4 separate regions of the Sus scrofa genome follow, and regions 2, 3 and 4 are each linked to region 1. Evidence: chromatin contacts called from public HiChIP or PLAC-seq data. All regions are on one chromosome and are shown on one strand. The core of a region is the stretch at or near the end of the contact, and the rest is flanking DNA. Distances in the headings are between cores, read along the strand shown. Region 1 overlaps LOC110260804 (a long non-coding RNA gene). Region 2 has its middle 270 kb from the start of DUSP6. Region 3 overlaps POC1B (POC1 centriolar protein homolog B). Region 4 has its middle 210 kb from the start of DUSP6.

Evidence for each region. HiChIP or PLAC-seq counts read pairs in DNA pulled down with a chosen protein or histone mark.
Region 2: a contact with region 1 is called in an H3K27ac HiChIP or PLAC-seq map of alveolar macrophages. The contact joins two enhancer-like sites. A contact is called at or near these places in 5 of 47 Hi-C or Micro-C datasets (embryonic fibroblasts, epiblast stem cells, heart right ventricle and 1 more) and 1 of 2 datasets of contacts at active chromatin or transcription factors (alveolar macrophages).
Region 3: an H3K27ac HiChIP or PLAC-seq map of alveolar macrophages shows a contact between it and region 1. The contact joins two enhancer-like sites. A contact is called at or near these places in 3 of 47 Hi-C or Micro-C datasets (alveolar macrophages, retroperitoneal adipose tissue and subcutaneous adipose tissue) and 1 of 2 datasets of contacts at active chromatin or transcription factors (alveolar macrophages).
Region 4: a contact with region 1 is called in an H3K27ac HiChIP or PLAC-seq map of alveolar macrophages. The contact joins two enhancer-like sites. A contact is called at or near these places in 2 of 47 Hi-C or Micro-C datasets (epiblast stem cells and liver) and 1 of 2 datasets of contacts at active chromatin or transcription factors (alveolar macrophages).

The regions. Positions count from the first base shown.
Region 1 is chr5:93,376,819-93,383,077 of Sscrofa11.1, forward strand. LOC110260804 (a long non-coding RNA gene) reads right to left here. Exons shown (of 3, transcript XR_002344275.1): 2 at 5,563-5,730. Among named protein-coding and RNA genes, the nearest start is that of DUSP6, 77 kb to the left of the region's middle. Within about 2 kb of position 2,808, at least 30 of the 83 cell types and tissues checked have an H3K27ac peak or open chromatin away from gene starts, as enhancers often do. A contact at or near this core is called in alveolar macrophages, where this site is marked.
Region 2 is chr5:93,567,171-93,573,429 of Sscrofa11.1, forward strand. It overlaps the pseudogene LOC100523905. Among named protein-coding and RNA genes, the nearest start is that of DUSP6, 270 kb to the left of the region's middle. Within about 2 kb of position 2,616, at least 9 of the 83 cell types and tissues checked have an H3K27ac peak or open chromatin away from gene starts, as enhancers often do. A contact at or near this core is called in alveolar macrophages, where this site is marked.
Region 3 is chr5:93,204,534-93,210,792 of Sscrofa11.1, forward strand. The region is part of intron 10 of POC1B (POC1 centriolar protein homolog B); the gene reads left to right. Among named protein-coding and RNA genes, the nearest start is that of GALNT4, 75 kb to the left of the region's middle. Within about 2 kb of position 2,943, at least 6 of the 83 cell types and tissues checked have an H3K27ac peak or open chromatin away from gene starts, as enhancers often do. A contact at or near this core is called in alveolar macrophages, where this site is marked.
Region 4 is chr5:93,510,072-93,516,330 of Sscrofa11.1, forward strand. No RefSeq gene overlaps it. Among named protein-coding and RNA genes, the nearest start is that of DUSP6, 210 kb to the left of the region's middle. Within about 2 kb of position 3,635, at least 2 of the 83 cell types and tissues checked have an H3K27ac peak or open chromatin away from gene starts, as enhancers often do. A contact at or near this core is called in alveolar macrophages, where this site is marked.

The DNA.
Region 1 (6,259 bases), core at 1,558-4,057:
CTTGTGAAAGAGCGAGCTCAGTACCCATGTAAGTAGCCTGTGTGGCTTAGTGTTCATTACTGCTGGGGCTCCTTGCAGCTGCCATTCCATTCTTTGGTTCATAGGCTGTATGTTTAGCTCACCCATTGGGAGAATCTTTGTGCAAATTAGTTTGCATTTGCTTTTGTGATGTTTAAAAATATCAAGCCAGAGGGAGGATTCTCTTCTCCCCACAATGTGATCTTCCCCCATCCGAAAATGACTCATTGTAAAATACATTTAATTGAGAGACTCTTCATTTCTGTAAATATAACAAATCCAACTTCTCTGAACTAACCATATGACTTTTCTTTTTTTTTTTTTTTGATTCATGCATTTTACAGTTAACTGGAAGAGAAGGCTACTCTTTTCTCCTATCCCCTCGGCGTGGGTGGGAAGTTGTGAATCAGCACAGCTATAAATCTCCAGAAAAAAACTTATATTAGCACCGTCACTACAGACATTCTTAGCTTTGTGACTCAGTGGGACGTTTTTCTTCAGCACTATAGTCTTAATCACCTACTTTCTGGAAATGAACAACGAAAAAAGAGAGAAAACAGAACTAACAGAAGTTCTAACAAACTTAAAAAGGACTCCCTTGACCTCAATCCAAATTGAGGCTGTCCTTATCAATGTGTGGAAATTCCTGTTCCGTGGACATAGAATGTAAGGCTTTGATTCTATCTGGCTGAGTAAAGAGCTGTACATTTGCTTTATTCTGACTGCTTAGATTTTGGGAAAAAGAACAGTTCCCCTGGGGTGGGGGGAGAACAGCTCCTGAAGCCCTGAGGGAGGATTTGCCTTTGATCTTATCCCTCTGCTTTTTCTTTTTAACTCAAGGTTAACCTTAGATTCAGGTCCCTCTTTGTCTTTAGACAGATTCTATAATCATTTTCAAAGTGAGAGTGTAAGCAATGTTTCCAAAAGGTCACCATGATGAGATTAAAACACTGCAAACGGACATTTAAGATATTTCCCTCTTATTCCTTTGATTTTAGGTCAGGCATTATTAATAAAAATTGGACATAGTAATAACTTTGTCACTGTTTTAAACTAGTTTTTAACGAAGAGAAAAGAAAGAAGGTACAGTGATAAACCACCATAGGATTTTTCATATAGAAGAGAATCATCAGGAATAGACTAACAACTAGATTAGAATATAACTAGCAATCTAAATGTCATCGTGCAAGACCTTTTTAACACATGAACCTGTTAAAAGTTTTAAAGAATTATGGTGAACCACATACAATCACTATGGAAAACAGTATGGAGGTACCTCGGAAAACTAAATACAGAACTACCATATGACCCAGCAATCCCACTCCTGGGCATCTATCCAGACAAACTTTTATTGAAAAAGATACATGCACCCCTCTGTTCAAGGCAGCACTATTCACAATAGCCAAGACATGGAAACAACCTAAATGTCCTTTGACGGATGACTGGATTAAGAAGATGTGGTACATATGCACAATGGAATACTACTCAGCCATAAAAAGAACATGGATGGAACTAGAGACTCTCATACTAGGTGAAGTAAGTCAGAAAGAGAGACAGATACCATATGATATCACATATCTGGAATCTAATATACAGTACAAATGACTATTTCTACAGAAAAGAAACAAACTCATGGATTTGGAGAACAGACTTGTGGTTGCCGAGGGGCCGGGGGAGGGACTGGGATGGACTGGGAGTTTGGGGTTAGTAGATGCAAACTGTTGCATCTGGAGTGGATAAGCAATGAGATCTTTCTGTATAGCAGAGGGAACTATATCTACTCACATGCGATGGAGGGTAATGTGACACAAAGAGAATATATATATATATATATATATATACACATATATATACACACACACACACGCATGCACACACACACACATATACACACACACACATATATATGACTGGGTCACTTTGCTGCACAGCAGAAACTGCAAAACAATGTAAATCAACTACAATAGAAAAAATAAAAACCTAAAAACATAAGAATTATGGTGAACCATAAATGGAACAAAAAGCCCGCTAGAGGAGGTGTCAGGAAGATTGAGTTCTCACTTGAGTTCTGTTGTTAACCATTTCTATGATCTTCATAGAATACTTCTTGATCTCTTTCCTCACCTGTGAAATAATACATTAGAGGAGTTCCCGTCGTGGCTCCGTGGTTGACGAATCTGACTAGGAACCATGAGGTTGCGGGTTCAATCCCTGGCCTTGCTCAGTGGATTAAGGATCCGGCGTTGCCGTGAGCTGTGGTGTAGGCTGGCGGCTACAGCTCTGATTCGACCCCTAGCCTGGGAACCTCCATATGCCATGGGAGCCGCCCAAGAAATGGCAAAAAGACAAAAAAAAAAAAAAAAAGAAAGAAAAGAAATAATATGTTAGAGCTCCAGAATCTATGGCTCAGAGGATGCCATTTTGTATGATTCTGTAGAAGCATATATGTAGCTTTTGTAAATAGAAATAAAAGTGCAAGGGGCTCCTTGTCAGTAGGTTATGCTCTCAGGATTAAGCTGTGGTTTCGGTAAGGGATTTGATCCAGTCCACCTACATGTTCTCTTACGTGGTTCTTCTTGGAGACAGGGCAGACAATTCTCTTTCCCACTTGTGACGAGGCATTCTGTCTATGAGTATTGTTAACTTTGGTCTCCCTGGCATTCGCCTTGAAATGATTAAATGAATAATGTGGCAAGTGCGGTTGCCACAGAGTTTATACCCAATAATGGCCCCAAAGAGTTACACATGGCTGCTCCTTGACCCAGTAAAATGCAGTTATAAAAATCCACCAGGCAATTGGAAGCTGTCAAAAGTCATTTCTCAATGAGTCATTTGTCTCTGTTAACAAGAATGAGTTAGGGACAAGTGGAAAATATTTGTTATTTTAAGGCAGCTAAATTTCAACAGATGAGCAAAAAGTTGTCATTCCACACTTATGAATAACAGTTGGTTATTTTGAAACCAACAGCCCTTGCTTCCTTCAGGCGTGCTTATGAATGCTTATCACTCAGACAACTTGTTAGTTACCAGTTTCCCAAAGCAGAGACGGAGAACCACCCTCTGCTACGGATGCGAAGCCGGAAAATGGGGGGATGCAGGAGGAGAGTCAGGTATAATCAGACTGGAGGAGCCCAGCCTGGATTTTGCTCTTTTCCCAAGCCCCTCTTTCATCTGTAAAGTGAAGTTGTTTTTAGAGACTCCCTCAAGATCACGTCTGCTCTAAATATCTGTGACTTATGAACTCAGTGGCCTTAAGTAAGTGGTAAAATCTCAGTATCTTCCTGTTGATTCATTTGTTTGTAATAAACTTTAATCAACACATGATATCCCTAACTATGTAGTTACGGATACTTGGCTTTGTGATGTGGGCAAGATAAACTCCTGACTTCTGCATATTAAATTATTCTTAATTAGCAATTGAAGTACATTCATCAGATAATTGCTCACCGTTTGAAATCTTTATCTATAGAAGGGTTATTGACCTGTTTTCCATTGGAGATGAACTTTGTAAGCTTTCTGTGAGTGTGAGATAAGAGTCTACGAGCATGTACATATTCTAAAGAAAATACAGGAGAAAAAGACTCTTAGAAAATCTCAACTCTTCTCGTATGAATAATCATATTCTCCGCAGCTTAACAGTCTAGAAATCTTTTTATTTTTTTTTTAAAGTACTGGACTGAAGATTCCGAGGGAGCCAATGGCTATAAGCCATAGTGCTATGGCAGTTAATGTGTAACATACAGCTTCCTGGTGAATGGATCAGAAATAACTCCATTACACTTAAAAAGGCAGTTTATTTGCCAGGTTTTATGTGTACAATTATGAAAGGGTTTTCAGCATTTAGAGTCCAACCCTTGGAATTATTGCAGAGAGCCTCGTCATAGCTATAGCTGTACAGAGGCCAAGATCCCCTGGGGAGGGTGAAATAGCCAAAGACTACCACGTTGGCTGAGCAAACACTTCCTGCTTTCTCTAAGGTGACTGATTATTCCAAAAGGCTGGGACTACCTGAGAGATAGCTGTGGTGAGAGAGCTACCAGGTTAATAAAGAAGGGATTCAGGCATAGGCCCTGGGGTGAAAGGTTAAGAGGCATGGTTTACATAGAAGCTTTATTTAGTTATCACTCAGAGGTCTGTTCAAGGAAACTGTCTTGCGCAATAATTAAGATCACAGTTTGGACTGAATGAGGGCTCTGCACCGAAGGGCAATACCTCTTTATTGATTAGGATTTCGTTTTACTTTGAATAAGCAGATCCATGCATGTGAACAATGACAAAGCCTAAGTCCCATTGTTAAATGAAATTACGACCTTCCTAAGTACCTCATTAGCTCTTCTTTCCAGAACCCTAAACCTTCCTCAATCAACAAGTTCATATACTATCTCAGTTTCCCTGTGGGAAAGGCTCTAAGCTAGCCTAAATATTTGGGGACTTTTTCAAATATCTAGTTGAAATCGGCATTACTTTAGCAGAAATTTCCATTTTCTCTTTGAAGAGCTTAAAGATCTATAGTATTTCCTTATTTTTTCCTTTTTGATGGGGAAGCCACCTTTGTGTGTGTGTGTGTGTGTGTGTGTGTGTGTGTGTGTATGTGTGTGTGTGTGAAGGTATAATGTTGAAATGATGTCTGTGTCTGTAAATAGTCAAGCAGATGCCTCCTTTTTGGGTATTTTCCCCATTTTTGAAAACAGCGGATCACACAATATTACTTATACAAACAAACATCCAACCTTTATAACTGCAAACATGAGGACAATCTGCTAATTGCTGTTTTCTTTTGCCATAACACCTATGTGTGTGTATCTGACTCAGAAGCCAGAGATCACAATAGCTCGTTTCACACAGTGAATTTCTAGCTACTTAAAAAGGAACACCTCCAAACCTAATTTGATTTATGCAGATGAGCTCCCTTCCAAAATTTCAGGAATCTAATCTTTGCAAAAAGCTAGGTATAAGTAACAGTTTGGGAGAGGAAGCTGTCTGTTCCAGAGCTGCTCAGCACTTAATGGGTGACCCAGTGCTTTCTAAACATCTGTTCTTTCTGTGTGGTCTGGAGGAGGCAGGTGGTATCCTAGAATTACAGATGATGAGTCAGATAAAAATATGGTGGGTGTGTCAGAGGCTGTAAGAACTCACCAAGTATTAATGTACTCCTTTGCTTTTCCCAGGCTCCCTTGCAGTTAAGCTTAGAGCTATATGAATAGTTGTGGCCAATGAAAAGTGAGAAGAAGTGCCATGTGTGTCATGTTTGCACTAAGACCTTAAGAGATGGCCTGCTTCCTTCAGTTCTTTTTTCCCTCAGCGTTCCAGATGGCACAGCTATGAGACAGCGATCTGAGGCAGAAACACATTTTTCCTGGGTTAAGCCATTGAGATTTGGGGTTTGCTATCATAGCAGCGAGCATTAATTACCCTGATTAATACCGTAAGTGATACTCCTTCAGTTAGAAAGTTGTTGGAAAAGCTGGGGCCATTATCTAGATCAAGAAATCACAAATCTGAAAAAAAAAAAGAGCCATATGTCTGAATCACAAAGAGCCTCACCTGGACATCTTGAAGAGCATCGGAGGGAATTCTGATCAGCTCCACTGCCGAGCAAATGATGAAGAACTGCAGGAGCTTCGATGTACGTGGTTTTCTTACACTTAGAAGGAAAAAGTTTATGCTTGAGCTCGGTCCCGTCACTACTTTTTTTCATATAACTTCTTGGAGCTAGAGAAGAAAGGAAAAGCAAAGCAAAACATGCAATTTCATTACGCTCCCTAATGGACATAATTGGTAACATGTGTACCTAATTCTGATTACTCATTCTTCTATTCACTTGTCGCTGGTTAATTGAGAGTGGCAGTCCCAATTAAACAACCCCTAGTAGCATGTAATGGCTAATTGTGAGCAGGTTAGAAGCCTCCTTTGTCTTTGAAAAGGTCTCTTAACTCTCCAGGGCATGTCTGCTTTGGATTGAAGTCATACTTTGGTATCGGATGATTTAAAATCAAGAAACTCCTTTAATATTAAGGTTCAAATAAATGAATTTACACCCCATGACATATGTTTAGCAGGTGACGGAGCCCATGTGCTATTTATTCCACTTCGCAGAGAATTACAATGTGGAAGGGATTTAAGTTAGGCCCTAACCAGCCTTGCTGCTAGGGCCAAAAAGTAATGTGGTTAATGTAGCAGGCCTGAGCAAGAAGTGGGTTCATTTGGGTCACTGCAATGACTTCTGATTGAATTCAGGTAA
Region 2 (6,259 bases), core at 1,366-3,865, 190 kb after region 1:
AAGGTTGCAGGATTCTTTCCTGCTTTTCCTTTGCCCAAACCCAAGAGGCAGTGTTGTTGGGAAAAAAATCACAAAGCAAAGATGACTGATTCAGAATTCAGAAACCTCAAGTGGGCACTCAGAACTGCTCAGGAATCCTATTAAGTTTCTCCATCTCTGTGAGATGACTGTACTATATCATCTCCTTTTCCTCAAACCTCCCACGCATCCTTCTCATGACCAGACTCATACTTCATTGAGAAACTAGAAGTCATTGAAAATGAACTCACTCATCTTCCCACCACAAAACCTGCCAGTTTGGTGCATCTCCATCCTAATTCTCCTTTCTCCGCAATGAAGGAAGTGCTGCTCCTCTTCTAAGAAGGGATATGTTTCCACTTTGGCTTTGGATTCTGCTGCCTCTTGCATTAGAAAGACTTTGCTCCTTGAGTTATTCATGCTGTCTCTCAGCAGCAACATCTTACCGTTCATTTAATCATTCCTTTATTTTACAAGCATGCTGTAGTATTTTCCCTCTTCTAAGACTTTTTTTTTTTTTTTTTTGGTGGGTAACCATATATATTACTTCAGTTCCTGCCTTATTTTTCTATTCCCCTTTAGAAACAAATTCCAAGTTTATAACTGAACAGACTACTTCTACCTTCTCATCTTTCTTCCATTCTTCAACACAGTCCAATGGGCTGTTGGCATTTCTCACAGGTTATCCCAAGGTCTTTATCATATCTTTTCTCTAAATTTTCTTCTTGCTCATATCAGTCATTTCCACTGTTTTAAATGTCATGTGTTGAATTGTAGTAACTTATTTCTTGCTTTTTTATTTGCATAAATAATGAACATTACATACTCAAACTTCCCAACAACAATGAGCTCCTTTGTTCTCATTTGATTTGAGAACTCTTCATCTAGTTGATCAAGATAAAATTTAAGATCTAATATTTTTCTTTTTAAAAATTTAATTGAGGTGAAATGCATGTAACATAAAAACGACAAATTTTACAGTGAACAATTCAGTGGCATTTAGTATAATCACAATGTTATTTCTCTAACAAGTTCCAAAATATTTTCCTTAAACCAAAAGGAATCCTTATACCCATCAAGCAGTTACTCCCCCATTCTCTCCTCCTCCTAACTCCTGGGAACCATCAAAATGCTACCCCTCTCTATGGATTAATTTATGCTGGATATTTCACATAAATCAATCATACATTATGTGATCTTTTGTGTCTTGCTTCTCTCACCTAGGATCATCTTTGAAGGTTCATCTACATAGTAGCATGTTTCAATGTTTCATTCCTTTTGGTGGCTAGATAATATGTCAGTGTATGTATACATCACAGTTTGCTTATCCATTCATTATTGAGAAACATTTGGGTTATTGCTGCCTTTTGGTTATTTTGAAAAGTCTCAGATCCATTCTTGATCTGGTTTCTCCTCACTTTCATTTCCAGTCCATCAGGAAGTACATTTTATTTATGCCCAGACATTATCTTAATCCAGTTCCTTCCGACACCCCCAATTCTGCCCTCCTATTTCAGACTTTCAGATTTTCTATGCTATATTACTACATACACTCTTTCAGTGCATCTTTCTGCTACCACTTTTTCTTGTCCATTGTCCACACGTTATCAGGAGCAACAACTTTTTAAAAGTGAAAATCAAGGAGTTCCCGTCGTGGCGCAGTGGTTAATGAATCCGACTAGGAATCATGAGGTTGTAGGTTCAGTCCCTGGCCTTGCTCAGTGGGTTAAGGATCCGGCGTTGCCGTGAGCTGTGGGGTAGGTCGCAGACACAGCTTGGATCTAGTGTTGCTGTGGCTCTGGCATAGGCCAGCGGCTATAGCTCTGATTCGACCCCTAGCCTGGGAACCTGCATATGCCACAGAAGTGGGCCTAGAAACAAGGCAAAAAGACAAAAAAAAAAAAAAAAAAAAAAAAAAAAAAAAAGAAAGAAAATGAAGAGTTCCCTGGTGGTCAAATGGTTAGGTTCAGGGCTTTCACCACTGTGGATCAGGTTCAATCCTGGCCTAAGAACTGTGATCTCACATCAAGCTGCTGCATTTCATGGCAAAAAAAAAAAAAAAAAAAAAAAAAAAAAAAAAAAAAAAAAAAATCACATATTGTCTTAGTTTGAGCTTTTAAACAAAGAGCCATAGACAGGTTGCCTTACAAACAACAGAAATTTATTTCTCACACTTTTGGAGAACATAAGTCCAAGTTTAGGGGATCAGCATGGTTGGGTTCTGGTGCGAAACCCTTTTGCAGGTTGCAACTGTGATTTTCTCAGTGTACTCACACAGGAGAAAATGGGGAGAGAACTCTCTGAGGCCTATTTTATAAGAGCACCAATTCCATTTATGAGGGGTCCACCCTTTTGTCAGTTCCCCATGAAATAATTCCTTTAAACTTCAAAACAGTGGAGTAGATACTATTATTATTGCTCTTTTCAGATGAGCAAACAAAGCACCTTGCTCAGGGTCACCCAGTTAACACATGGTTGAGCCAAGAGTTAAACTTCAGTAATCTGGCTCTCCTCTGATTGTTGTGCTAGACTGTCTAAATCACATATGCCTTTCTCCTTCAGAAAGTTGTTCAATGGTTTCCTATTCTACCAACAATATGAGTCATGACCCAAAGACCGGCATGAGCTGGCCCTGGACTATTTTTCCACCCTCATCTTGCAACTCTCCTCGTTACTCATTCTTCTTAGTGATCTCTTCCCTCGGGACCGTCAACACACTAAATTTCCTACTGCCCTCAGGTCTACGCACATCCTCTTCCCTCAGCTGAAAACATTCAATCCTCATTCCATCCTTCATGTCTCAGCTTAAATGACAACTCTTCCAGGTGCCTATTTCTGCCACAAATATCCGCTGCTCCTTCTCTCTGATTTTAAAGAATTACTCAAAGCTAGCATTTCGATGTGCAATTATGCTGTTTTTTATTTGTTTGGTGGTCATTTTTTGTTAAACCTCTAGAATAAAAGCCTCTTGAAGTCAAGGACTATGTTTTTATTTATACATTTGTCCTTGTCATAATTATTATAACCCCTGAATTTATCACAGGTTCTGGTATAGGCTGGATTAATGAGTGAAAGGCTCTGATTCTATACTATGAAGGAAAAAGTGAATTAACCTATCTAGATTTTTATTTTTGTCTTTGAATAGCTCAATATCCCTTCCTTTGCCTTCTTACCTTCCCCCTCCCCGACCTTCAGTGGAGAAAAGAAAAAGAAACTGCCCTTAGTTCCAGATGTTGCTAAATGATTGTCAACATTATTGCTCTGAGCAGGCAATGGTTGAATTCCTCACTTGATCCCAGGGAAGATTAAGCAGAACTTGTCCAAACAAAATGCAGCCTAGCAACATCTGGTGTCTTTGTGGTGGGGTTGGAAGTGCATGCTGGTTGGTGGCTCCTTGTTTCCCCTCCACATCTCTATTTTTTTTAAGTGATAACACTTGGAGTTATTAGAGCAGACACCTGGCACATTGGTCAGGCAGTACAGATTTACCTTATAATCAGTCCGTCAGGGAGATGAAGATAACACCATGCAACAATGTGACAATTGTACAACTGCAGGAAGAAGACAATACCCAGACTGTGATGACAACCCACATTCTGCCAACACTGTAGAAAATGAGTCCGAAAAGTGCCTACTCCAAGCTCTCCCACATGAGTCCGTTCCCAAAGAAATACTCGCCTCTTAATTCTCAGAGAATGCCACTAGGAAGATGAAGAGCTAGAGCTCTGTGAAGTGTCCTGAGATGTAGCTCTCTGCTACACTTACCTTAAACGTACAGAGTTGCTGCTCCTTAGGATAATCAGGAAAATGGAGGGCTTAGAAGTCATGACAGTTGTCTTTTATTGGCTGCTAGAGGATTTACATGCAATTCTAACCATCTCAAAAAGTAGCAATGACCTTTCCTTCATGTCAGATAAGGAAACTTGAAGTTTCAAGATATTAGCCAACTTGTCTTTTGCCATTTGACTAGGTATGTGGAAAAGCTAGAATTCTTACCCATATCTGAACGACTATAAAGCCTTAGTGATAACTGGATGACACAAATGCTTTCAAGATTAAACGCTATTAATTACAAATAATTTAAATACTAAATACACATATGTAAATATATATATGTAAAGTTAAACCTCAAATGGGATGCATTGCATATCATTAGCAATGGTCTGTTGTGTCCTTAAAACATATTTGAGTTCTTGGTTAACTATTTTAGTTATGAGATGAATAGCTATTATAGATTGAGGGTGTCTCCTGTCCCAGGTGCAATGCTATCTGTGTTACCTTCCTTATCATTATGAAAACTCTACAAGAGGGATACTATGATTATATTCCTATCCTACTATCCTAGGAAGAGAAAGCTGAGGTTAAAGAGGTTAGTTAGCTCTACCAGCTACAAAGTGGCAGAGGCTGGAAAGTCGAACTCCCAAACCATGCCCATAATCATGTTAACATGCCTTCTATGCTTTAACTGTGATCACGCAGCTTTCCACTTGCTCCTAGAATTTAAGCAGATGTTATCTGTAGATTCTGGGAGAGTCAACATGGATGGTTCTGCAACTTCTTGTCACAATATCAAGGACTAACTATATGTCTTTCACACAGCCATTGCAATGGCATGGACAAGTTGAAGGCAGTATGATTCTGGATAATTTCCTACAGTAATGGAATATCTGCTGGGCATGATGCATTACACAAGGAACAATTCATTGGCAAATGGAAAAGATGTGGGAATCGTAGGCTCTGTTTGCAACCAGTTCAGGAAGAAAAAAATTAAGTGTGAAAGAGCTGGTGAGTAATTAATTAGCAAGAATTTAATTTCAAAGGAGTTATAGCACTGGTTCAATGGGTATAGGTGTACTGAATGCAAAAAAAAAAAAAATACACTCTAGGAGCTGGCACATGAGGTTTGATCAGGTGTCTGAAAATTGTAAGATACAGATGATTAGAAACGGAAGAAAGTTGGAGAGGAAGCCAAGCATAAATAAGAGCACAGATGCAGGATGTAGCAACTTGGTTGGCAAGTGATGGGCATGACCAGAACCGGAATCCATGACAGAGAGCCAGCAGGGAGGAAGAGCAAGTCTTTGGACAAGCTGGCATGACCTCAGAGTGCTCAGAGAGACTATTCTTTAATGACCCCCGGCGTTGTTCATGCCATCTTGTTTGTCACTGTCTCTCTTTGACTTTTTATATTTCCTCTTAAACATGAAACAATCTCTTTCTTTGGTCTCATACAACTTATATGTAACCTACAGCCTTCATCTCCAGCCACTAACTAATCATCTTCCAGGTATGCCTTCCCAGGTTCAAGGAGCCTATGCATAAAAATTGCTACATTTCCCATTTATGGAAATATCATTTTAATATCAACAAGGTACCATTCATTAGCATTTAAGCAATCAACATGCTTTTACTGAGTTTCTGGATGTGCAGGGTATGGGCTTAGACACTGTTCCTAAAAATTAGGTGTTCTATAAAAAGCAGTCACAATGATGCAGAAATTTCTTTTTCTTTGATATCAAAAGAGCTGAGTGAAATCTTTGGGCTTTGTTAAAAATGATAGAACTTGGAACTTTTCAGACAGACAGTGAATGTGGGCGTTAAGTGGGTTTTCAGTGGTATTTGATTCATCAAATTTATCTTGCTGTTATTCTGAGTTATTATTTTTGTCTTTAAAAGACTACTTGGAATGAGGGAACACTTTCTTTATTTTTTAGAATGTTTTCAGTTTCCTGAAAACAGAAATAATGAAGGAGAGGAAAGAACAAATGGCAAAGCTTTGGATAAGTCAGGGCATGACTACTTTATAATGTCAAAACAGCTAAATATATTTTCCCTTATGATGTGTAGGGGACATTCATCCCTGCAAGCATGTGTAACATTTTCACATTCAAATTTAGCTGTACAAACTACCATTGTAGCAAGCGGTTCACTCTTAACCCCCGGCCCCCCAATCTCAATACCTGGGTCCCATTCATTTGTGCAATAATTAAGAGCAAGCTTCTGCCTGGGTTCGGATCCCAGCTCTGCTACTCACTAACATATCTTATAGGGTTGTTCTGAGGATTAAATGAATCAATATGCATAAAACCTGCACAATGTAAGCATTGCCTGTTAGCTGACTAGTTATTAAAATAAAAAATAAAGGAAAATGTTGATCATAATAGTTAAGCTAAAAATAAAGGAAAATGAACTTGTTCCTCAGCTCTGTAACGGTAATACTCCCAACCTTGTCTTCATAATT
Region 3 (6,259 bases), core at 1,693-4,192, 170 kb before region 1:
ATGTGTTGCACTTATAAACAACAAGGTCTTGGTGTCCGTAATATAAAAGGAGCCCCTATAAATGTAAACTATAAAAAAAGAGACGTGGACCAACTGAAAAAAGTGGACAAAGGACTTAAATAGGCAATTTTCAGAAGAATGATCAATGTAGACATAAAATATGCTCCATTACCAGTAATCAAGGAAATGCACAATGAAATGAAAGCTATACCATTTCCCGCCTGTATTTTTGTTAAAATTTGAAATGTCTGACAACCAATTCTTGTTGAGTTTGTAGAAAAAGGGGAGACTTCCCTCTGCCTGTTGCAGAGTAAGTCGATTCCACCACTTGGGACACTATCTGGTTGAATTCTGCCTGAACGTTTATACTCGCCGCCTGTGTTCGGGAGGCACAGGAGGGCTCACTGTGGAGCAGTAACGATAGCGAGGCCACCTCTGGCCCATCAGTGGAGTACTATTTGGCATTGAAAATTGGTGAAGTAGACTTGCCCGAAACACCGTGGACAAATCCAACAATGTCGATTAACAGAAAATACTAACGAGGTCTGATATGCTACTATTTTACATGAAGTTTGAATACACGCAAAAACCAAACTGCTGTTTAGGGGTGTCTACCTATGTGATGAAAGTAAAGGGACGTAGACTGAGATGACAGACACTGCAGTCGAGGTGGCGGTATCCTCTGAGAGGGAGAGGCAGAGAGAGATCCTAAAAGGACCTACTTTATTTCTTAAGGTGGGGGAGAGAGTTACCTTATTATCCTTTCTGTCTTTTCATTGACAGAGCATCATTGGAGCTTAAAAAGTCAGTTGTTATTTGATAAAAAGAGACGTACAGATTCATTCAGAAATGTTAGCATCACGGGAAGCGTGCATTTCCTTTTCATGCCTGTACCAATGTCGCTTGATGGCCGTGGTACATGCAAAGAAGGGGAGGCTTTCTGGACGGTGGACAGATGGCCCTTCCGAGACGCAAAGTGGGTGAAAGTAAACCAAGTGTGGTTTTCCAAGTCAAACTTTTTCAAGGATGTAATCCTTACTTGAATGTAAACTATCTTTTAAAAACATCATTGTACCATATAAGCTGTTACCTGCCTCAGAATTTAGATTCACACACACACACACACGTGCTGATTTTTTGAACACAGTGAAGTATCACTATATATAATGGTTTATTTCTGCTCTCGTCAATTCAGCATGCTGCATAAATTGTTCTTGATGAGTTCTCTACAAAGGAGATAGTAGGAATGCGTCCCTTACTCTGTAGCCTTTTGTGAATCTAGCACAGCAGGATTCACAAAAGATGCAATGGCTACTTGTCCTCTTTTTGGAATTTACAGAAGGTTTTATTGGTCGTTATCTTTTTCTAGAGTGCTAAGAATAATGGAAATAGCATCTTTTAGTTTTATAGTAACTCAGAAGAGAGAGTTCATTCTAGTTTACTGAGTATTATGGTCTGTACTTAGGTTTATCCAGGGCAGCGCCTGATTCTCGACTCAGCAAAGGGCCTTAGGAGACAAATCTTCCTTTAAGGGATTCGTAGTTTATGTTTGCCTAATTGTATAAGATGTGAAACATGGAAGGAGGTTGTTGTACAGATTTGATGTGTGCTAGCTGTATCCTACCTATTCATGGCTTCAAAATTAATAAGCTTCTCTAGAGATGAGAATAAATATTAAAGGCCAAGACAGATTTGTGGCCTCAGCTGTCTTTTTCAAGGGCGCTGAATTAATCATTCAGATATTCTAGTTGATAGTTGAATGGGGAGGGGTTGTTTTTTTAAGACATCTGACAAAAATGAAATTTCCAACTTGGTTTGAAGAAGAAAAAATCAAAGCCTGAGTAAAACCTTATCCCCAAAGCCTCTTTTTCTCCCTTTGAGACAAAGATGTATGATTTTCCCCAAGGGATAAACAAAAGCCTTTCTCAGCTCAACAGATTTAGTCTGGGAGACACAAATTCCACTTGACATTCTCTGATTTTATCCTAGAAATATTTTTAAATCCATCAGACCTGATCAGGTAGGAGGGTTTCTGTGTACAAGGACGCACGCTACACTGTGCCGAAACAGGGTAGAAGAGACGCGGTTTTCTTCTCCAGGACCAACGGCCTTTACGTCCTCAAGTTTTAGAAATGGAGAACGAACCCTGTGTTGTGGACCTGTGACAACCCCATGTGGGTGACTCCATGGCTCTTTTCGCTCTTTTTCTGATGAATCCATCCAGTCCTTGGTTAACACTGTCTTTGATCTCAAGGAATGAACCAAAGACAGGGCAGCGCCCTGAGTCACTTCCAAAAGACAGCCTTCCTCTCTCGGTCAGGCTTCTCAGATGAACTCAGAGACTGTCTGAATCTTTTGTGTTAATGGTCAGCTCAGTGTAAAGCCTCCCACTCACTGGCCACCACTTCCTCTAGTACTCCAGTTCCGACCACTCATCACCCCGGGAGGGCCTCCAGTCCCACGAGCCTCCGCCTTTTCACTGCCCACCTTCTGTGTCCATGTGCCTCTCCTTTATTGGGCTTGGATTCTACAGTCCATCACCCGAGCAATGCCCTTGCCCCTCCTCTCTGCATTGAGCTCACCCCCAAAACTTCAGCCTGGTTAAATCTATTTTTCTGCCTACTCGCTACCCACAACCATGCAACTGAATTTGACTAGACAGCCGTGCTGACTGATCCGCCCCTAGTTTATTTCTGTAACTCCAAGGGTCACACGGTGCTGCCCAGTGGCCCATTCGCCACGTAGTTATCTCCTCCCTGTCCTGTGACCTCGCTGCTCTCTTGCTGCTTCATCTTTTCCACCGGCCCACATTGGTGATGTGTTTCCCATCTTTAAAAAGGAAAGCCTTTATTTGATCCTTCATTCCTTTCCAGCTCCTGTCTCATTGTTCTGCTTCCCTTTATAGCAGAACTCCTCAAACAAAAGGCATTTACTGTCTTCATTTCTTCGCTTTCCACTCTTCTGAGTTCGCTCCCATTAAGCTTTTGCCCCACCACTCCCCTCCAGGCAGGGTCCCAGTGATTCATCCAGACCAGCCTTCCTACAGGATGTGGTCTTGGTGATCACTCTGTCCTCCTAGAAGCTCTTTCCTTAATTGGCTTCTGGTCCAGCATCCCTCCTACCTCCTGGGTCACTAGTCACCTCTCCTGCTCCTTCTCTTCCTGCCTTCTAAAGGCTTTGCAACCGTTCTCTTTGGCTCCGCCTTCAATGATTATAGACCCATGGTTGCAAATAGTTATATGCCAAACCCCCCAGCTATAAGGGAACAGAAACTTCTGTACTTGGTACCCTTCCACACCTTGCCTTATGTACCTCTTCCCCTGGCAGTTCATCTGTATCCTTTATAAAAACTGGTAATTTATATAATTCTGTTAATTCCCAAATTTATATCCCTTGCCCCAACCTGGATTTACACAGAAATCTAGAATTGTATATTTCCACCTGTATTTATGATTTTTCTCCTTGGAAGTCTAATAGGCATCTCAAACTTAACATGCCCTAAGTTTACTCTCTACCCATTCCCCTCCCCCCCAAAAAAATACATCATCAATGAAGCTAAATCATGATGTAACATTTTACCCAGCTTTATTTTTCTTCATAACTTTTGTTACTACCTGACCTCACATCACAAATCTATATATTTTCCTTCTTCATTCATTGGAATATAATCTCATGTCAACACAGTCTCTTTTGGGTTTTTTTTTTTGGGTTTTTTGTTTGTTTGTTTTTCTCTTTAGGGCCTTACTCATGGCACATGGAGGTTCCTAGGCTAGGGGTCTAATGGAAGCTACAGCTGCCAGCCACAGCAACTCCAGATCTGAGCTGCATCTACAACCTACACCTCAGCTCATTGCAATGCCGGATCCTTAACCCACTGAGCGAGGCCTGCAACCTCATGGTTCTTAGTCAGATTCATTTCTGCTGCGCCATGATGGAAACTCCCAACAGGGTCTCTTTTGTATATTCATTTCTCATATGAGGCAGAGTAATGGTTCACAAAGATGTCCATTGCCTCATCCCCAGAATATGTGAATACGTTTCCTTATGTGGCAGAAGGGGTTTAGCAAATGGGATGAAGTTAAGGATTTTGAAATGGGGAGATGATCCTAGATTTGTGGTCCAGTGCAATCACAAAAGGTCCTTACAGGGGAAGGAGGGAGGCATGGGAGTTAGAGAAGAAGGTATGACAGGGGGAGAAGAGGTTGGAGTGCTACAGCCTTGAGCCATGCAGGTAGGCAGCCTTGAGGAGCTGAAAAAGGAAAGGACAGATTCACCCCTAGAGCCTCCAAAGGAACACAGCTCTGCTGACACTTTGATTTTAACGCTGTAAAATCTTTGTGGACCTTCAGAACCTTAAGGTGATAGGTTTGTGTTGTTGGATTCAGTTTGCTAATATTTTGTGAGAATTTTGCATCTATATTCATCAAAGAAATTAGTCTGTAATTTTCCTTTTTCGCAGTCTTTGTGGTTTGGTATCAGGGTGATGGGGACTCCATAAACTGTACTTTGGAATGTTCTCTCTTCTTTAATCTTTTGGAAGAGTTTGAAAAGGATCAATATAAGTTTTTGTATGTTTGAATTCACTGTGAAGCCATCTGGTCCTGGATTTTTTTCAACTCTATTTTTCTCCCTATTGTATATGTTCAGAGCGAAAGTGAAGTCCTTATAACCTGTAGCAGTAAGGATATATCAGCCATTCAGATTCATTCTGTTCACGTGGTAAGGCTGTATTTTCCATCTATGAGATGGCAGCCATGGACATATCCACGGAGAACTTCAGGGTGGTGATTGCTCTGCCACCCATTTGGAGGAAGTGGTCCCCTGGAAAACTGTAAGCTCCTTGAAGGAAGGTACCATGTCTGACTTGTTCTTTGTTGCAGCTTCAGTGCTTACCATAAGAGGCTGTCTTTTGTTAAATGGATCAATAAATTTTATCATTGCCCTACTCCAAGTGTCTGCAAAGAAATAAGAGGTAAGGGAATACATGTGATTTCTCCCTTTTGTGGACTACCAAAGCATTTGTTCTTCTCCTACAGTCATTTGTTTGCTTGTGTTTCTTATTTATTCACTTCCAGTGATGTGCCGGGCACTGCAGGGGATCTAGGTCTTGCTCTGTCTTAATTCTCTCCCCACATAGAGAATCCTCCTTGCTTGCAGGCATCATGTTTTATGCACATTTAACACTGATAAATGCTTAGCATCGTGTCAGCATTCAGTACATTCACCTAAAAGAGGAACATTAGCAACTTTGAAGGAGAAGGAAACCTCAGTATATTGGGAGCAGCAGGTACTGTAGCCTCATTTGCTAGACTTTTAATAACCCAGAATCTTAAATATATTTTTCCTTTTCAGCTTTTTTTTAAATTTCATGAATGACCTAAGCTGTCCATATTGCTCTTTCCCTGTACAAACAGGATGCAAAGGCAGGCTTGGTCAGTGGGAAAGAATCTGCTAATATCTAGAGTCCAATACCTTTGTGAAACTGGAGGATAGATCCATCCATTGGCTAATGTGGGATGGCGATCTTGTATCTTTCCCTCTCTCTGCCTTTCTATTCATCTCTGTGTGTCATATGATAGTAATTTTTTATTTCCATTATTGTATTTTGCATCTCTTCTTGCTTAAGTTTTCTATCTTTTATCTCTTTGCTCAGCGTTTCCTGTAAATTATCCATCTTTGCCTCAGTTTATTACCAATGTCTTGCATCATCTTCAGCATCAACAATCTAAAGTCTTTTTCCTGGAGACTGAGAATCTCCTGGTCACTTAGCAGTTTTTCTGGGGTTTCTCCTTTCTCCTTCATCTGAGTTATAGTTCTCTTATCTTTTCATTTTTATAGGTTTTTGGTGTGGTGACCTTTTTACAGATAATAGAATTGTAGCCTCTCTTCTGGTGTCTGCCCCCCTTGTGGCTGAAGTCGATACAGGGGCTTGCTGTAGGCTTCCTCATAGGAGGATCTGATGCCTGCCCCTCTGGTGGGTAGGGCTTTGTCTCTGGGTGGAGATTAGAGGTGGCTGTGTGCCTGGGGGGTGTTTAGGCAGCCTATTTACTGATGGGCAGGGCTGTGATCCCACCTGGATTGTTGTTTGGCCTGGGGCTTCCCAGGGCTGATGGGTGGGGCCAGATTTTCCTAAAATGGCCACCTCCAGAGAAAGGCATGCTGCTGAATATTCCCGAGAGCTTTGCTTGCAATGTCTTCCCCCACAACAAGTCACATTCACCCCTGTTTTCCCAGGAGCTTCTCCAAGAACTGCAGTCAG
Region 4 (6,259 bases), core at 2,385-4,884, 130 kb after region 1:
GACTGGGGTAAATGATCACTAGGTCCCGCAGTAAAATTCTTTGGCTCTGCTGAACTGGAAAGCTTTGACTTTTGTTTGCACTCCTGGTTTATGTTTTCTTTGCCATTATTCTTTTACATTTTCTGAAGTAATTGGAAAATACTGTTTTGTAATAGAAAGAACATAGGACAAGGCATCTGGAAATCTAGAATGTAGTCTCATAAACCAATGAACAAATACCCTCTTTATGTTTCAGATTAAGTGGGATTTGCTTTGCCTTCTTTTCTGCCATTATGGTGTAGGTTACAGGAGGCGATTTAGTCTCAGGCTTGGAAGAACCTTACAGGGTACTTTATCACAATCTCTACGGTAAGATACCCTTTAGAACATCTTTCATTAGTGGTTGTCTGCTTTTGCTCGAACATCTTCAGACATGAAAATTTCACTTAATGGAAAGCAATAATTGCTAATTACACATTATTTTTAGAGGTAGGGGGAAACTCAACCCAAGATTGCTTCTCATAATGCACTTGGATATTCTTTGAGACATCAACCACCAATGTAACAAGATACCGTTGCCATTGATCGAAGGTCATCACAGGTGGTGATGACTTGGGGAAGACTGGAGTGCTTCTTTTCCCAGTGAAAGTTTCACTCTTTACTATTTGTGGAATCAGGACTTGTCAGCCTTTTCCCCCATGATTTAACACATTCATATTTTTTTAAAATCTGTTTTATCATATGGAGATAGGGGTGCCCCTTCTAAAGGTAAAAAAAATTGACAAGTGAGTCAAGAAAATTGTTGGTTAACACTTTAGAAAAAGAGTAAAGAGAAAGGGGGAAGAAAAGAATAACAAAGGGAGAGATGAGGAGGAAACATGAGAGAAGAAAAATGTACAAAGGAAAAGGTGGGAAAGAAAAAAAATAGAAAAATGCGAAATGTCTCTTATATGTCAGGTTGGCCCGCCCATCAGTGCTGCAATGAGAAACACTTGGAGGTGCAGTTCTCTGTGTGACCCTCTGGTTTGAGTGGCCACACCCCTCTGTTCCAATCTTCAAAAAACTCTGTTTCCATGTTACTAAACCTTGGTATTTATGGATGCTCATTTCCACTCCTTTTGCATAACAGGAAGAGAGCTGAGTAATTCTATCCATACTCTTCTTAGCCTCCCACTGTAAAGGTGTTGCCTGGCATAAGCTTGTAGCATGAAAAGTAGCCACAATTAAAAATGGTCATATTTTTCTATGATAAAATGATATTTACTTGAAAATCTAGTACATAAGCTTGAAATTCTGTTCATTTTTAGTAGTTCCATTGTTAGCCAGAATTGTTAAATTCTACAACCCCTTTGTCATGAAAGGAACTGTTGTTTTTTGACAGAGTGTTGATAAGCACGTTACTGGTACAGGACACTTCAAAGTTATCGACCACTTCTCTTTTCTGTGAATCTTTGTGGTTGGAAGAACTGCTATACATTTCCCATGGCTTACCTTTCTGGGCACGTCTTAGGAGGAAAAGTTACTTTTTCTTGGGTGGAATCATTTAGTTATGGTTTAAATTATCTGGTGCTATATCCACCCATCCATCTATTTATTCATACATTACTCTTCATTCCTTTTCAAAAGGACTATGATTTTTTTTTTTTTTGATGCCCTTTAAGCTTGTTGAGATTTAGCCCTTCTGTGTTTTATCTAGTGATCCAACATGGACAGTTTGCTGCTTCTCTCTTTTATTATAAATGATCTTTGGGGTTAGAAGACAAACTATTACATTTACAATGGATAAGCAATGAGGTCCTACTATATACCACAGGGAACTGTATCCAGTCTCTTAGGATAGAACATGATGGAAGATCATATAAAAAAAAAGGAATATATATATAAAACTGGGTCACTTTGCTGTATAGCAGAAATTGGAACAACATTATAATCAACTATACTTCAATAAAAAATTCAAATAAAAAGAAACAAATAAATGATTGCTCTATAGTTTGAACTTTTGAGCAAGAATAGTTTGTACAAGCTTAAAGAGTACTAATTCTAATTCATTCATTCCTTCTTTTGAGGTACACTTACTGGCTGTTTTTTGTGTGACAGACACAAGTAAGATACAAAGACGTACAAGATAATATTTTGTATGCTTAATGAGCTTCGAGGTTTCATGTTAGCGGTGTGAAAACTGTTAATTATGAAATGATAAAGTGAGAACAATTAAAAAATGAACACAAGATTCGATGGAACACAGGAAAGTAATTAACATGGATTTAAAGTGAACATTTTCGACAGAGATAACGCTGAAGCAGGGATTTGAAGGATTTTAAGTGATGACTCCAAAGGGCAAAGGGCTTTTCTAGAAGAAACACCGTGGCCATTATGCACAGAGGCAAGAGAGAACATGATGTGTTTGGAGAAAGACAAGAAGGCTAGAGTGATTGGAGTGCTGTCTGCACATGTAGATGGAAAATAAAACCTGACCTTTTACATCCTGCTGTACACTAAAATTTTTATCCCTTAGGTAGTGAGGAGCCATTGCAGTAATGAAGAAGCATTGTTCTACCCGAGACCATGCCCTTATTAGATCTGTGTTTTTGAAAGGTAACAATTGACATTGTGGCAGATGAAATGACAAAAAGAGAGGCAAAATAGCCAGTTCATTTAGTTGCTATGAAGGAGAGATGCTGAGGATAGAATTGAGGCAGAATCAGCGGGGAAAATGGACTCAAGAGATATTGAGGAGGTGGACTTTTTACCTAATTAAATATAGGTAGTGGAAGAGGGGTAGGTGTGTCCCTTGATTACAGAGTAGAGTGGGGGCTGAAGAAATGAAAAAAGGGAATGCAAGTGGGTAGACTTGAGAAAGGAGAGAACTGAGTTCAACTTGGATATGCTGAGTTCAAGATACTGATTGGCTATCTAGGTGGAGACGCCCAGGAGTCAGTAGTTTGATTATTGCTTAATTGTCAACCCAACTGGTGTATTCATCTCCATATTCTACCTCTACATCACTGCAAATAAAAGCAAATAATTTCTTGAAACATACTTCTTCCTTTTTTGTCCTCTGTAGGCACAAATAGGAGGATCGCTTTTTCTGTTCCTACTCCCGGCATTTCTGTGTTCAGGTCTCCCCTCCAGCAAAGAGGATTAGCAGAGTCTACTGCCCCCACAAAGTGCGGGCAGATTTGGAGAGCCTGGGAGTATCAGGGTCAGAGGTGTATGCAAGTGTGTTCCACATATCTATAAAGAGCTATAAGTAAAATATTCATGTAGTGGTTTTAATGCATGTACCCAAATTATTTGACTTTTCATACATAATATGAAGTCTAATCTGCCTCCCCTTGAATATAGGCTGGCTGTAGTGACTAACTTCTGGCAAAGAGAAAGTGGCAGGAGTGATGCTGCATGCCTTCAGAGGCTAAGTCATAAGTGGTGACTCAGCTTTTTCCAGGCTCCTTCCATCTCTCAGGACATTCACCTTGGGAGTCCCAAGCTAGTATGTAGCAGTCCAGTAACCCTGAAACTGTCATACTGGAGAGACCATGCAGAGAGTCCACACAGACACACAGAAGCTAAGATTTTCTCCACCAATTCTGTCTGATGCATCAGTTTTTTCCCCATACCACCAAGCAATTCTGCAATACCAGCTGGGTGTGTTACAATTCCACTTACTTCTGACACTATCTACCCAGAGATAGCAGCAGACTCTATGGGTTAAGACTTCAGTCCTACAAGACTGCTTCCCCTTCCCATTTGAGAAGTCAATCACAAGTCCAGTTTATCACCTGTGCTTCTGACAAACTGACTATAGAGTGGAGATTCTAATGAGTTCAACGCTTAGGGTTCAACTTATTTGCTAGAGCAGCTCACACAACTCAGAGAAACATTTTACTCACTAGACTATTAGTTTATTATCAAAGGATATAACTCAGGAACAGCCAGATGGAAGAGATGTGTAGGGTAAGGTGTACAGGAAGGATCTTGGAGCTTCTTCACTCTCTGGGTTTGCTGCTTTTTTCAAATCTCCACATGTTCACCAACCAAGAAGCTCTCCAAACCCTGTCCTTTTGGGATTTTATGGAAGCTTCATTACACAGGCATGATTGATTAAATTTTGTCTACTGATGATTGAACTCAATCTTCAGGCCTTCTTCTCTTCCAGATGTTGGGGCGAGACTGAAAGTTCTAACTCTCAAATCAAAGTGGGTTCCCCTAGCAACCAGCCTCCTTCCTTAGATGCTTTATAAAAGTCATTTATTAACATAATGAAAGGACCCTATACTGCTCTCCTCACAGGAAACTCCAAGGATCTTAGGAGCTCTGTGCCAGGAATGGGAAGAAGACCATATATATAGTTTTTTTTTTTTTTTTTTTGTCTTTTCTATTTTTAGGGCCGCACTCATGGCATATGGAGGTTCCCAGGCTAGGGATCCAATCGGATCCTATGCCACAGCCACAGCAACACCATATCTGAGCCTCGTCTGTGACCTACACCACAGCTCACGGCAATGCCGGATCCTTAACCCACTGAGCAAGGCCAGGGATCGAACCCGCAACCTCAAGGTTCCTAGTCGGATTCGTTTCCACTGAGCCACGAAAGGAACTCCCTATAGTTCTTATTATAAATCACAATGTCACAGAAGCCTAGTGGTGTAGCCCTCTGTTTGAGTCTTCCAGCATCAACCATCAGAACTATGAGAAAAATTGCAGAAGAGCCCAGCCCCTGGCTGCAAAATTTCCCTGCTGACACTCTGGAAATAGAGCAGTTCTTGCTGAGCCCTGACCAAGTTTCAGCGTCATGAGAAAAATGCATTTTTCTATAATTTTAATTTTTTAATGATATTTTTTCCTAATGGCTAGTTTAGTTTAGTTTAGCTAGTTTACAGCGTTCTGTCAATTTTCTACTGTACAGCAAAGTGACCCAGTCACACATACATATATACATTCTAATTTTAAACTGTTAATTTGGGGATGGTTACATTACACTTGATAATTAAACACTTTATGAAGCCATGATCCATCATAATCTAAGCTAAGAAGTATTTTGCTTATGGACACAGGGTCAACTTTTGTTCATTTTTCTCTCAAACTTTCACAATGGTCCAAGGTCTTTATTTATGACAACTCGTTAAAATCTCATGTTCTCTTCTATTCTATAGCCCCAGCAAACTCCTGGCCACCTTTCATTCTTATGCTCCAACCAACACCACTTATGCATGCTGGCCTTTCCTCATCTGTTGTCCTTTTAATGTCTTTTTAGATATTAGGCATGTTTGCTTACAAAGGATCTAGCTCACATAATAACAAACATAATAAATTATGAAAGGAGGGGTCCTTTTCAAACTTAAGTCCGATCTTGTTGCTCTTCGGCTCAGAGGCCTTCACTGATCGCTGCTTAACTTGGACTGAAAAGTAAACACTTTATAAAGGGTTCCATACTGTCTGGCCCCCCGTTACCCTCTAACCTCATGTCCTGAGCCTCTTGCCTTCCCCCTCGACCCACAGCTTTACTGAGATTTAAATGACATGTAACATTGTGTAAGTTTAAGGTGTACAACATGATGATTTGATACATGCAAAGTGAGTACATAGTAAGATTAGTTAGCATGTCCATCACCTCACATAATTAGGTGTGTGTGAGTGTGTGGTAAGAACATTTACAACTTACTCTCAGCAATTTTCAAGTGTACAGTACAGCATCGTTAACTATAGTCACCTGGTTGTATGTTAGATCCCCCTAACTTACTCATAACTGGAAGTTTGCACCCTTTGACCAGTGTCTCATTTCCTCTCTCCCCCTAACATCTGCTGGCCACCAATGTACTCTGTTTCTGTGCGTCTGGCTTTTTTAGATTTCCATATAGGTGATATCAGACAGTATTTGTCCTTCTCTAACTTATTTCACTTCATACAATGCTTTCAAGGTCCAACCATGTGGTCCAAAATGACAGGATTTTCATTTCTATGGTTGAATGATATTCTATCACATGCACATTTTCCTTACCCCTTCATCCGTCAATGGACATGTAGGTTGTGTCTATTTTGGTTATTATGAATAATGTTGCAATGAACATAGGGTAGAGATATCTCTTCAAGATAGTGATTTTAATGATTTTATTTTCTCCACCCTTCTGCCTTGCTGCCTCCTGCTTGTCACACTGGCCTCCCAGACATTTCTCAGGTACTTCTGGCTTACACTTGCTTCGTGGACACTGCCTCTGCTTTAGCCTCTCCCTAGAACACGTTCCCCCCAAGTATTTGCATGGTGAATTCCCTCAATTCCTTG